Linked DNA regions of Zea mays: all the other regions are linked to region 2. The links are chromatin contacts, called in public Hi-C maps. All regions are on one chromosome and are shown on one strand. Each heading gives the region's core, a stretch centred on a gene start, on an enhancer-like site or on the middle of the called end of the contact. The rest is flanking DNA. Distances are from core to core; before and after follow the strand shown. Region 1 holds the start of LOC100192531. Region 2 holds the start of LOC103647091 (neurogenic protein mastermind-like). Region 3 has its middle 53 kb from the start of LOC100501632.

Region 1 (3,558 bases), core at 650-3,149, 200 kb after region 2:
CAGTATATTGGCATTCAGTAAACTTGATGAAGTTTGCATTTCTTTCCAGAGACAATATTGGAGGGACTTAACTTTTGTTCAGTTCATTTTTTTTTCTTGACTATTCAATCTTAGGTATCTCTAGTTTTCTATCTTGCTAATCATAGCATCCCATCTTGGAATATATACAAATGCTCACTCCCTTGAAGAAAAGAAGCACATACTACTGAGAAGAAAACAATGGGGGTCGATTAAACATTTAAACTACTTAATAAAGGTGTTCGTTATTTCCGACTGGGCAGAAAAATAACTGTCAAGTTCTCCAAATATCAACTATACAGAAAAAATTATGAACTTAACATTCTGCTTTCAGGATAGCAGTTGACATCATTTGCTGCTGTTCGCTTTCCTTATTATGTGTTAATTTATGAGCTTGAGATGAAAATAAATGACTGATTGGATTATTGTTTAGGCTTTGAAGATTATTATAAGATGAATAAAATGAAAACTAGTATCTAGTGTTTGCCATGCTGATCTATCAAGTTCTTACACATTTAAGTAGCCTTATATGGTATCTGAAGAGGGGTCATGAATTTGTGCAGCAGCCTAACAGGTGAACTGAGAAAATAAATCAAAGGACAACGGTATCAAGAGAGACAACTGCAAAGCATGAGAAATACATTTTCTGCCTAATTCAACATCAGTACACAATTTCTGCCTATGATGTATAATTTTTCCGCAGTCCTACTTATTGTTGTATAACTAACAGAATTGTAGAAGTAATCATGTTGTACACAAACCTGGTCACTTATTCAATAAGACATAATTTACCTTGACAATGTACTGTGTCCTTAGTTGGCATTGCAATCTACCACAGACACAAGATCTACTAAAACAACTAAATAAGTACTCACCAGGGACAGGATCCGGCGTCTTCTGCTCCTCCTTGGGGACTTGGACGTGAAAAGGCATTCCCTTGTACTGAATCAGGTCAGGCTGCTTCGGTTCATACCGCTCCCCATCAGGCAGAGAAATGTAGAACCCCAGGACATCTCCTTCCCCGTACCCTTCATCAGCATACTTGTCCCTCCAAGCCTTAGTCACCTTGGCGCCATCGACGTCACGGTACCCAAACCCATAGGCGTCGAAGCCGACGGGCGTCTGGAGGTCAGCCTTGTTGGTGGCCCATCCAAGGCGGGTGTGGCCGGTGGGGCCGAGGTGCACGACCTTGACCTCGAAGTACCACGCCCCTGCCGCAACGCCGCGGGTCGCGCGCACCATGCGGAATCCCTTGGTGCTGGCCGCGGTGAGGCGGTCCTCTGAGAGCTCGATCCGCTCGGACTTGAAGACGCGGGAGAGGAGCACAGGCTGGCCGGGCGCGTCGTCGGAGCGCTCGGCGGCGAGGCGGGTCGCGGGGACGAGGAGGAACTCCTCCTCGCCGCCGGCGTTGGGCCTAGGGTTGGAGCCTCTGGCGGCCCCGGCGGGGCCGCCGGAGCCGTGGCCGAGGCCGCCCGGCTGCCTCGCCTTCTTCTTGCCCTTGCGGGAGGCCGGGCGGGTCCAGACGCTGTTGCCGCCCTTCTTCTTGGACGGTTTCTTGGCGGGCGGGGCGGGCGGCGCGAGCGTCATGTGCTTGCCGGCGGTGCCCCCCGACGGGTTGGTGATGCCGTCGTCCGAAGCGAGGGCGGCGTCGGAGGCGTCGGCGGGGGTCGGGGTGGCGTCGGAGAAGGGGGTGTCCGGATCTAGGGAGGCCGGGGTGTCCGGGAGGCTCGGCGTCTGCGCCCCGGAAGCAGGGGTGCCGGCTGGTGGGGAGAAGGGCGGCGGCGGGGAGAGGTCGGGCAGAGGTTGCGCTACGGGTGACGGTGGCGAGGGAGAGGGCGCGAACGCCGCCGCCGCGGCGTCGTCAGCCATCGCGATGGTGGGGAGGGACGAGGGGGTCAGTTTCTGAACTTGGAGGTTCAAATGGCGGGGGTAATCTTCTGTTGTCTCGCATCTAAACCTGACCATGGGTTGAAAATTGCAGCCCACGCCCGGACCCAAAGGTCGTTGGGTCGTTAGATTGTTTTAGTGTTGGGCCCAGCTCGATCGGAAAACTACATCGAGCCAGAAATCTTGGCCTTGTCCACTCATCGAAATGGTACCATGGAAATTCAGGTCGTATCTAAAGGTAGCCGACGGCAATATTTGATCTTGTTAAGGTTGTTGCTGGCTTGCGGTCGCACGGTAGCGGCAAGAGAAGAAGCAAAAAAACTAATTACTCATAAGTATTCCATCGAATACCTTGGGTGCGTGTAACAAAATAGGCATATAGTACCAATTCTCTAAATATGTCGCTATCAAAAACCTTCATAATAAGCAGTATACTTGTGTTGGCTTGATCTAGGGCCAAACACTAGGGTGAACCATCTGGCGATGTTCTCTGCGGGAGCACAGACAGTCTGAGGCTTAGGGCCGGATAGTCCGCGACCTCATTGTAGGAGCGACTGCTCTCTGTGTCATTCCAGACGGTCCACATACTGGGCCCGAACGGTCTGCGACACCACAGAGTCGTCTTCTTTCTCAGAAACTCTAGAACTCACCTCTAACGAGTGACCCCGTTAGGGAGGAGAGTTCCAAGATATGCCCTGGGGTCAGCAGGCCACCCGAGACGTCCCTAGACGACGTAGAGTCAAAGAGGGATGAAGAATGGGATTGGGGAAAAGCTAAACTAGATCTAAATTACTAATAAGGTAGATTGTATTGATAGATGCAATTGTGGATGCCCTCAGTCGATCATACTCCTTTATATTTATAGGGGAGGCCTTGACTCGCTCCTAGGCGCTTCCCAACAAGTTCCCACGTGATGGGTGGATAAGCATGTGCGGGAAAGAGACTTTTACTTGAGAGCTAATCTAATCGTGGACCATCTGGGCTACATCCGCGGACCGTCCGGCTGTGCTCAAGTGCCAAATATAGTGCTCAACATATGCCCCGACCTTTGTGTAAGCTTAGGCGAACCAAAAGCACTGGTACCAGTTGTAAACAACTCAATGTGAATCCATCTCTTCTCTAAGCATCTTGTCATACACTAGGATCATATTGCTTTAAGAAGCGGCCATTCAACGCATTGAGTAGTTCATCACCTCACAAAGTCTGCAACATATATGCATTACCAGATATCGCATATGTAACTCTTTAAGGCCCTTCCCAACTTGGGGACCATTTGCCAAATTTTCGGTCCCAACCATGATCTTGTCTTCCTCAATCTCCCTTAGAGCCATGACTCTCTTGCTGGTCACCGCATCAATATTATCCATCATCAAATCATGATAGTCACCGACAGTTAAATCATTTTGCCTGACAAACCTGATAGCATTTAGACTTATCTCCACAAGCAAAACAACTTTCTGCCCATACACAAGCATCAAAAGAAGAAACCTTAGTAGCATGGTGCTTAGATATTCTATGAACCCATAAAGGCTCAGACAAAACCTTATGCCACTACATAGGATGATCAAATATCTTCTTTTTAATAAGGCTAATCATTGTCCTATTGCTAGACTCGGCCTGACCATTGGCCTAAGCATAATATGGTGATGAATT
Region 2 (3,567 bases), core at 768-3,267:
CTTTTGCCGCCCCCGTTCTGCTTCGCCCCGCCGCCGTTGCTGGCGTTCCCATTGATCTGAACCGGGACCTCGTTCCCGCCGCCACCCTTCTTGCCGCCGCCGTTTCCGTTGCCGCCACCGGCAGCAGCGGCCGGGGGCATGCCCATGGGCTTCATCACCATCCCGGGGCCGTCGTACAGGTCGCCGTCGTCGTCGTCGTCGAGGCCGTCGTCCTCGAAATCCACGTCGTCTAGTTCGTCGAACTCGTCGTCGAGGTCGCTGCCGTCGTCCCCGAACTCCTCGCCCCCCGGGAGGTCGAACTTGACGGTCTTGGGGTCCTTGGCCGCGGCGGCCTGCGCCTGCGCCTGCGCTGCCGCCGGGAACGGCATCGGCATCGGCATGCGACCTGCGCCCATGGCCATGAGCTCCGGATGAGCAAACTTCATCCCGTTCATCTGCATCTGCTGCTGCATCTGCATCAGCTGCTGCGGCGTCGGCTGCGAGTGCGGCAGCGCCACCACTTTCGCGCCGGCGCCGGCGCCGCCCGCTCCACCCTTGGGCTGCTGCTGCTTCTGGCCCTGGCCCTGGCCCTTGCCGGCGGCGTTCTTGGGCGGCTGACCCTTGCCGCCTGCGTTCTTGGGCGGCTGGCCCTGGCCCTTGCCCCCGGCATCCTTGAGCTGCAGTTTCTCGAGCTGGGTCGCCACGGCAGGCTTGGCGGTGGCGCCCCACAGCTGCGCCGGCTTCCCGGCCTTGTGCAGCTTCCTGATGACGGTGTCCGGGTCCATGAGCCCGGACACCGTCACCTTGCCCTCCGCCGCATTAACCGTGCTCTGGTACACCCCTGCAACACCCACCAATCCATGCCCAGCGCATTTGTATTAGAACAGAAGAAAACAAGTTATTTTCGGAATGGACACAAGGGTTATCGTCCATCGTTTCTGTTACGGAGAAGAAGAGAGCAGGCGAGCAGCCTCTCCCCTCCGGCTGAGCTGGTCTCACTCTCAAGTCTCACCCTGGCAGGCAGAGAAGACGAACACGAAAGAACGGCAAACAATAACAAAAAAAAGGCAAGCGGTTCGCGGCTTTATAAAGAAGGAGAACGTTTTACCATCGATCTTGTGAAGCACCTTCTTGACTTTCTTAAGGCAGCCGTCGCAGTGGATGTTCACCTTGAGCTCGAGGGTCTGTGCGCCCAGACAGAAAAACGCCGCAGGAGAAGACATGGCATGCAGGGTGAGCGCGAACCGGGATCAGCGGCCAGCCCTGCCTGATTGACTAAAATGACAGGCAAACAGAAGAACTCACCTGCACTTTCAGGGTATCCTCGCGGCTCATCCTGACCGACTTCGTCGTCGTCACGCTCCGCCGCGGCCTCAGATCTGGTACGTGAGAGCACTGGAATTAGGGAGGGAGGAGAAGAACAGGGACGGCGGCGGCATGGGAAGAAGGAAGCATTCCTCGTCTCGTCTGCCTGCCTCTCGACTCCGGCTCCACTCCGCGGAGAGGGAGAGAGAGAGAGAGAGAGGAGGAGCGGAGGGACCTCACTCACACGAGGAATGAATAGGAATAAAATCTACTCCGGGAGAAAGAGCGAGAGAGAGAGAAGAGAGACGCAGTCACGCAGGAGACGAGACTTAACAGCAGGCCAGGCCATGACAGGCCCTCGCTTGTTAGAGTCCGTGTCTGCGGAAAACCAAGAGCTCGTCTCGTAATAGGAAGGCTGTCAAGCGAACGCCTGCAGTGAGTCGGCACCGTCTGGTCCAGCAGGTCTCCCGGACCGGACCAGGAGAAAGAGAAACCCAAAAAGAAAGAAAAAAGAAAGAAAGAAAGGTGGGACTGGGAGGTAGGAGGAGGAAGAGAGACTCTCGTCTCCTGGCTCCCGACTACCCCCGCCCCACCTACCTCACTCTAGGAGTGTCTACAAGAAAGCTAAGCACATAGAGGAACGGAGTGGAGTACTGCAGTGGAGTCCATTACCTTCTTTGCCCTGGAAGCGCAAGGAAGGCCTTTGGCTTTCTTCCTCCTCCTGCTCAGATCAGAGCGAGAAGGCTCTTGTGTTGTGTGAAAGATGGCTGCCCAAAGCGCGGTTTAAATAGGCTCTGACATGGTGGGTGGTCTTCCTGTGTTCTCCTTCAAGGATTTCTAATTTTAGATACAGGTCCTCCTGTTATTATTAATTCCACCTGGGTTGGTAAATTCTTTATTATTATAAACTTTTAGAGCCATGTAAAATATCAACTGTTTCCTATCAGTACGGTTTCTTTGAACGAAAAGAAAACATAAAAAATGACCCATACCATGACCTTAAGGAATGTTTGATACAATAGAGCTAATAGTTAACGACTAAGACCCCGTTCCATTTTAGTCCTATTTAACATAAATTGTCAAACGGTAGAACTAATACAGATACTAAATTGTTTTAGTCTCTAGCCTCTCAAGAGGTGACTAAAAAAGAATAAACCATATAAATTTCATATTGTGCCACTTCTTTATTTCAGTTGCACTAATGACGAAAGGTTGCTAAAGGATATTTTAGTCCTCTTACGATTCATTTAATGCATTGTGAATACTTTTAGTCGCTAGAACCAAACATGGTAGTGACTAAACTTTAGTCACTGGACTAAAGTAACCAAACATACTCTAAAATTAACCGAAGACATCCAAACACACTAGTTAATGGTTCAAATATTAGCTATTTTCAGTAAATTAGTTAATAATTAACTAGTTAATTTCGCTAACGATTTTTTAGCCGACTAACTATTATCTCTAGTGTATTTAAATACATCCTAAATTTCTATCACTTGTTGGGTAGTTTCTTCGGGGCTCCTTTGAATTGCAATAATTCTAGAGAAATCATAAAGAAAATTCACAGGAATCGGTTAATTTTCATATAAAAAAACACAGGAAACGGGAAAGAATCCTCCGCCGTTCCGAAGCAGAGTAAACTCTTCAAATTTTATATTTTATTTTACTTTGGTGGTGACGATGGACAGGGTTAACTGAAGTATATCGCTACCAGCCGGACGCCATCTGCAGGCCTCGCGCCAGCCATCTGCTGCCACTGACCGGCCGCGCACGACGACGCGGCGTCCACTGCCGAGCGCGTCAGTTTGGATGGAGAAGACGACGGTGGCCAGCGCATTAACAACCCTCAGTGATCATCATCATCGCGTCCACGCCATCTGCTTCTCTCTCTTTTTTCCCCCCTTCTCCTTTTGATCTGTTAGTCTGTTACTGTCCTCTAGTGGTAGCAGTAGTAACTCTTCTTCAAGTACCCCCACAAAAATTTCTCTTCTTCCGTTAGCGTGTCAGTGTCTTCTAGCAGCAACTCGTTTTTTTTTGAAAAAAAAAATAAAACTTCTGTAGCTTGGACAAGGTTCACTGTACGATTTGGCCTCAGCAGCCTGAGACAAACAAGAGAGCGGACGGCGAAATGCGTGGGGAGAGCCAGGCCATGGTTGAACCAGTAGTGCCAGTCGCCATGGTTCCTGTTCTGTCCAGGACCACTCCAGGTTGTTGTTCATGCCATAGGCACACGGCGAGGTAGCACTCGGTACATATCGACAGAATTAACATATACTCGATTAG
Region 3 (3,767 bases), core at 1,128-3,627, 140 kb after region 2:
CCCTATGATATTTTGCATTTGTTCTCGCTGTTCATCTACATAATTCTTAAGAGATTGTAGCTCGTTTGTATTACTTACATTGGGGATATCTTGTGTGGGTCGGAGCGAAGCCGGATCCGTCACCCGTTGTCGGACGATTTTATTATTCATGTCCACCTTGAAGTTGGCCAGGAACTTCGCCCTCGCCTCTTGAATCAGCTGCTCCTTATGCTCCTCGAACTAGAGCTGTTCGTCAGCCGGCAAGGTTTCCCAAGTCGGCTTTATAATGTTGTTGGGGGAGACTTCAGAACTATCCCTTGAACCGGCCATTGAGGGCTGATATGATGGGTCTAGACGTGTTGTCCCCAGCTGAGTCGCCAAAAGTATGTTGACACCTTTTTCGTGCGCCAAACACTCAACACGAACCGGGCGGTGCTCTCTGCACAGGGGCGGACGGTCCGCGGCCAAGGGCCAGACGGTCTACGGCCTGGCGCGAGGCTAGGGTTTCCTGCCTGACGGTCGGACGGTCCGCGCCCTGGGGCCGGACCGTCCGCGCGTACGCAGGGGCGGCGGAGGTCACCGGCGGCGCCTAGATCTCGCTACCGGGAGGGACCCCGTCGAGGAGGAGAGATCCTAGGAGGTGTCTAGGCTCGGCAGGCCGAGCTAGACTTCTCTAATCGACGTAAGAGTTGAAGAGAAGCGAAGAATTTGGGAATTGAAAGATTAACCTAGAACTACTACTAAGAATAAATGTAAATTGTATTGACTGAGGGTTCGATTGATTGATTAAATCAGCCTTATTCCTCTGCTTTTATAGTGGAGGGGGGCTGGACCGTTACCAACAAAATTCCGAGCTAATCCCGAGATTCTCGCCAAAACTCGGAACCATAATCTGTTCGGCGCTTGCGCGGACCGTCCAACCCACAGTCGCGGACCGTCCGGCCTCAGGGTCGAACCGTTCGGTGCTCTTTTTAGTGTTCAACAATACGGGAACCGTGGATATGTTCTGTGCTACTGAATCACTGGATTGCAATTGTTATGTACTGAAACCAGTTACTTCTCGGTTCTCTGTCCATGCTGATACGTCTGTGCCATTTCTCTGTGCTGTTGACGCATTTCAGTAACAGCTGAGTCCCGAGGGAGAAGAAGAAGGTATCCTCTGCTATGCCCACGTTAGGTCAGCCCATGAGCTCTATCATCGCCTTCATGACCGATTCTTTGCTTATCTCCCCTATTCTTGATCTTGGCTCCTGCTGTTGACTCCATCTGCCTGTCTTGCAGTTCATGGAAGACCCAATTGGCTCATGTTCTATGCAACTCCATGCAGTGGAGACATTGTGGATTCTGTGATGGGCTAATTGCACTATTCCCTGTTGATTTCAGAGGCAGGGGTGAACTGTGATGGGCTAATCGCACTATTCCCTGTTGAGTGTCAGGAACAGTCACAACTCGTAACAAGTTGAAGGAAACATTTATTTATGCTTTTTATATGCTATCAGCTGCAGCAAAAGTTAGCACAGATGCTGTCCACCCTTATCAAGATTGCTGAAGAGTTCAGTGCTGCAGTGCACAGCACCAGCCAAGGTGAGATTTCCTGTTTAACATTTAAATACTAATTACGAGTATTAAATATAATCTAATTATAAAATTAATTATAGATGCGAAGACTAAATGATGAGAAGAATTTATTAAAACTAACACGATTAAAAAAATGTTTACTGTAACATAGCATCCTATGAGCAAATCATGGACTAATTATGTTTAATAGGTTCATGTTGTCGCTTAGGTCTAATCTATATAATCAGTTTTATAATTAGATTATATTTAATACTTCTAAATGGTATCAAAACTTAGCCTCTCCATCCAAATAGGGACAGTTCTGTATCTGTATCTATTCCAAGAGTTTATTAATCGATGGATTTCAAATTGTAAGATGTCTCCTTTTCTATTCCAGTGATTTATGAACCAAGTGATGGCATGTTCTTAACCGATTCCAAGAAACCAGCAGGTGGTCACTCGCCACGTTGTAAACCCCAAAAGTCTATTTAGGAGTATAGGTAGTTTTTTTCTTTCTTTCTAAGAGAGACAAGGGTTATTTGAATTTTATTTTCTTGTGTGAATTATACATTTTAAAATTATTTCTTTAAATAAATGCTAAAAATATATTTATGTTGCATGCATGCTAGATATTTTGATCGTTGCACTTGTGTTTAAATTGAATATAAAGTCTGTTTCAATTAGATTTGAAATAGGAAAAAAACAGAAAATCTAAAAAAAATAAAAAAAGAGAAAACTCCATGTGTCCGAGCCACCTTTTTCTCGGCCCAACATCACCCGCTCTCACCCTCTATCGGTTGGGCCGAGATGGCCACGACCCGTTTACCGCATAGACCGACCTAGTCCGGCTGACGCTGAAGCCGTATTTTCATGTGGGCGTCTTCACCCTAGGAGTGTGCCCCGCGTACGGGTGCTCGTGTCCAGAGTCTGATGTGTGGTCGTGTGGGGGTACATCACTAGAGCCATCGTTTTTATTAAGAATTCACACCTCTCCATGGGCGGGAGTCTCTGCTCTGCCATCATCGGTGAACATCTTTTTCGTTGATTCGCCTTACCCTTCGCTTAGAGTCACACGTTTTTATCAGGAATTCGAGTCGGTGAGCATCTTTACCGTGGATTCGTCTTACCCTTCGCTTAGAGTCACATGTTTTTATTGGGAATTCGAGTACCCGAGCGTCGCGATTGTTACTCAGGCGAGGGCGTCGCCGCTGCAGTGATGTCGTGGGGGAAGGAACAAAGTTGATCGTTGATCGGGAATCGGGTGGTCGTGATTACATCCTTGTGTACCCCTTCGATATTTAAATCTCAGACATCGATCTGGAGTTAGTTGGCCAGGCGAGGGCATGAAATTTGTCCGTGGCAATTTTTTAAAAGAGACCCTATGTTTTTGAGGAATAAACCTATGGTCATATACAATTAAAGAGTTGTAACACCCGTGGTGTTATAATAACAAAAACTTGGTCATGTCATCATATGCATTGCAAGCATTTTGAATGTTTAACATTAGTATGCATCAACTAGGGCAACGTTAATTCAAATTGAATGTGATTTTAGGCTAAAGTGTGCTTAAAATCAAAATCTTGTTTAAGATTAAAATTCGAAATATCATCTTCCAAAATAATGAGAATTTGGTTATAGACCAAATAAGAAAGATAGATCTTTTCTAATAGAACAACTTTGTTTTTGTGTGTTATCCAAGTACTTCTATCCAAATTTGAAATTTAAATCACATTTAAATTGCTTTTCTTTGCCCAAATTTAAAATTTCAAAATCTAAAAGGAATTTGGGTATGGTCCAAAAACCATAGTTGTAGATCTTGTAAAAAGTGAACACTTTTTTTGGAGATTTTCAAGTTGTTATACAAATTTGAAAGTAATTTTGAAAATTCAAAACGGGGAGGATTTTAGTTACAGTAACTAAATCAACTTCAGTTTTTAGAGTTTCATTGTTGTTGCTCGATCTGTTAAGTTTTGATCAACGAGCCTTATATCAAAGTTGTAGAGCTATGATTGATGAGCAACTTCTATTCTTGGAGATCGACGTGTGGCTACATGAAATCAGGAGAAAACTCGATCTCAAGTTGTGGTTTCAAGCGATGAATAGTGCTCTTTCACACCTTCCTCTGTCTGTTTCACCGGCCACCGCTGCTGCCATTCACCGCGCGTGTCAGTCTTCCACCCATAATCCAACGAAGTTGTAGAGTGCACAAATGGCAAGATCTTTACTGCAAT

What was found. Hi-C and Micro-C count contacts between places; a contact is called where the count stands out from the background.
Region 1: a Hi-C map of ear shows a contact between it and region 2, with 3 times the contacts expected there. The contact joins the promoter of LOC100192531 here to the promoter of LOC103647091 in region 2. A contact is called at or near these places in 8 of 25 Hi-C or Micro-C datasets (bundle sheath, ear, leaf and 2 more).
Region 3: a Hi-C map of tassel shows a contact between it and region 2, with 2.9 times the contacts expected there. The contact joins the enhancer-like site here to the promoter of LOC103647091 in region 2. A contact is called at or near these places in 5 of 25 Hi-C or Micro-C datasets (ear, leaf, leaf mesophyll and 1 more).

The regions. Positions count from the first base shown.
Region 1 is chr2:149,288,965-149,292,522 of Zm-B73-REFERENCE-NAM-5.0, forward strand. LOC100192531 reads right to left here and starts at 1,900. Exons shown (of 2, transcript NM_001137750.1): 1 at 894-1,900. The coding sequence starts at 1,887.
Region 2 is chr2:149,089,598-149,093,164 of Zm-B73-REFERENCE-NAM-5.0, forward strand. It overlaps LOC103647091 (neurogenic protein mastermind-like), which reads right to left and starts at 2,018. Exons shown (of 4, transcript NM_001301531.1): 1 at 1,957-2,018; 2 at 1,285-1,358; 3 at 1,088-1,163; 4 at 1-820. The coding sequence starts at 1,314.
Region 3 is chr2:149,228,499-149,232,265 of Zm-B73-REFERENCE-NAM-5.0, forward strand. No RefSeq gene overlaps it. Among protein-coding and RNA genes, the nearest start is that of LOC100501632, 53 kb to the right of the region's middle. Within about 2 kb of position 2,378, at least 15 of the 20 cell types and tissues checked have an H3K27ac peak or open chromatin away from gene starts, as enhancers often do. A contact at or near this core is called in ear, leaf, leaf mesophyll and 1 more, where this site is marked.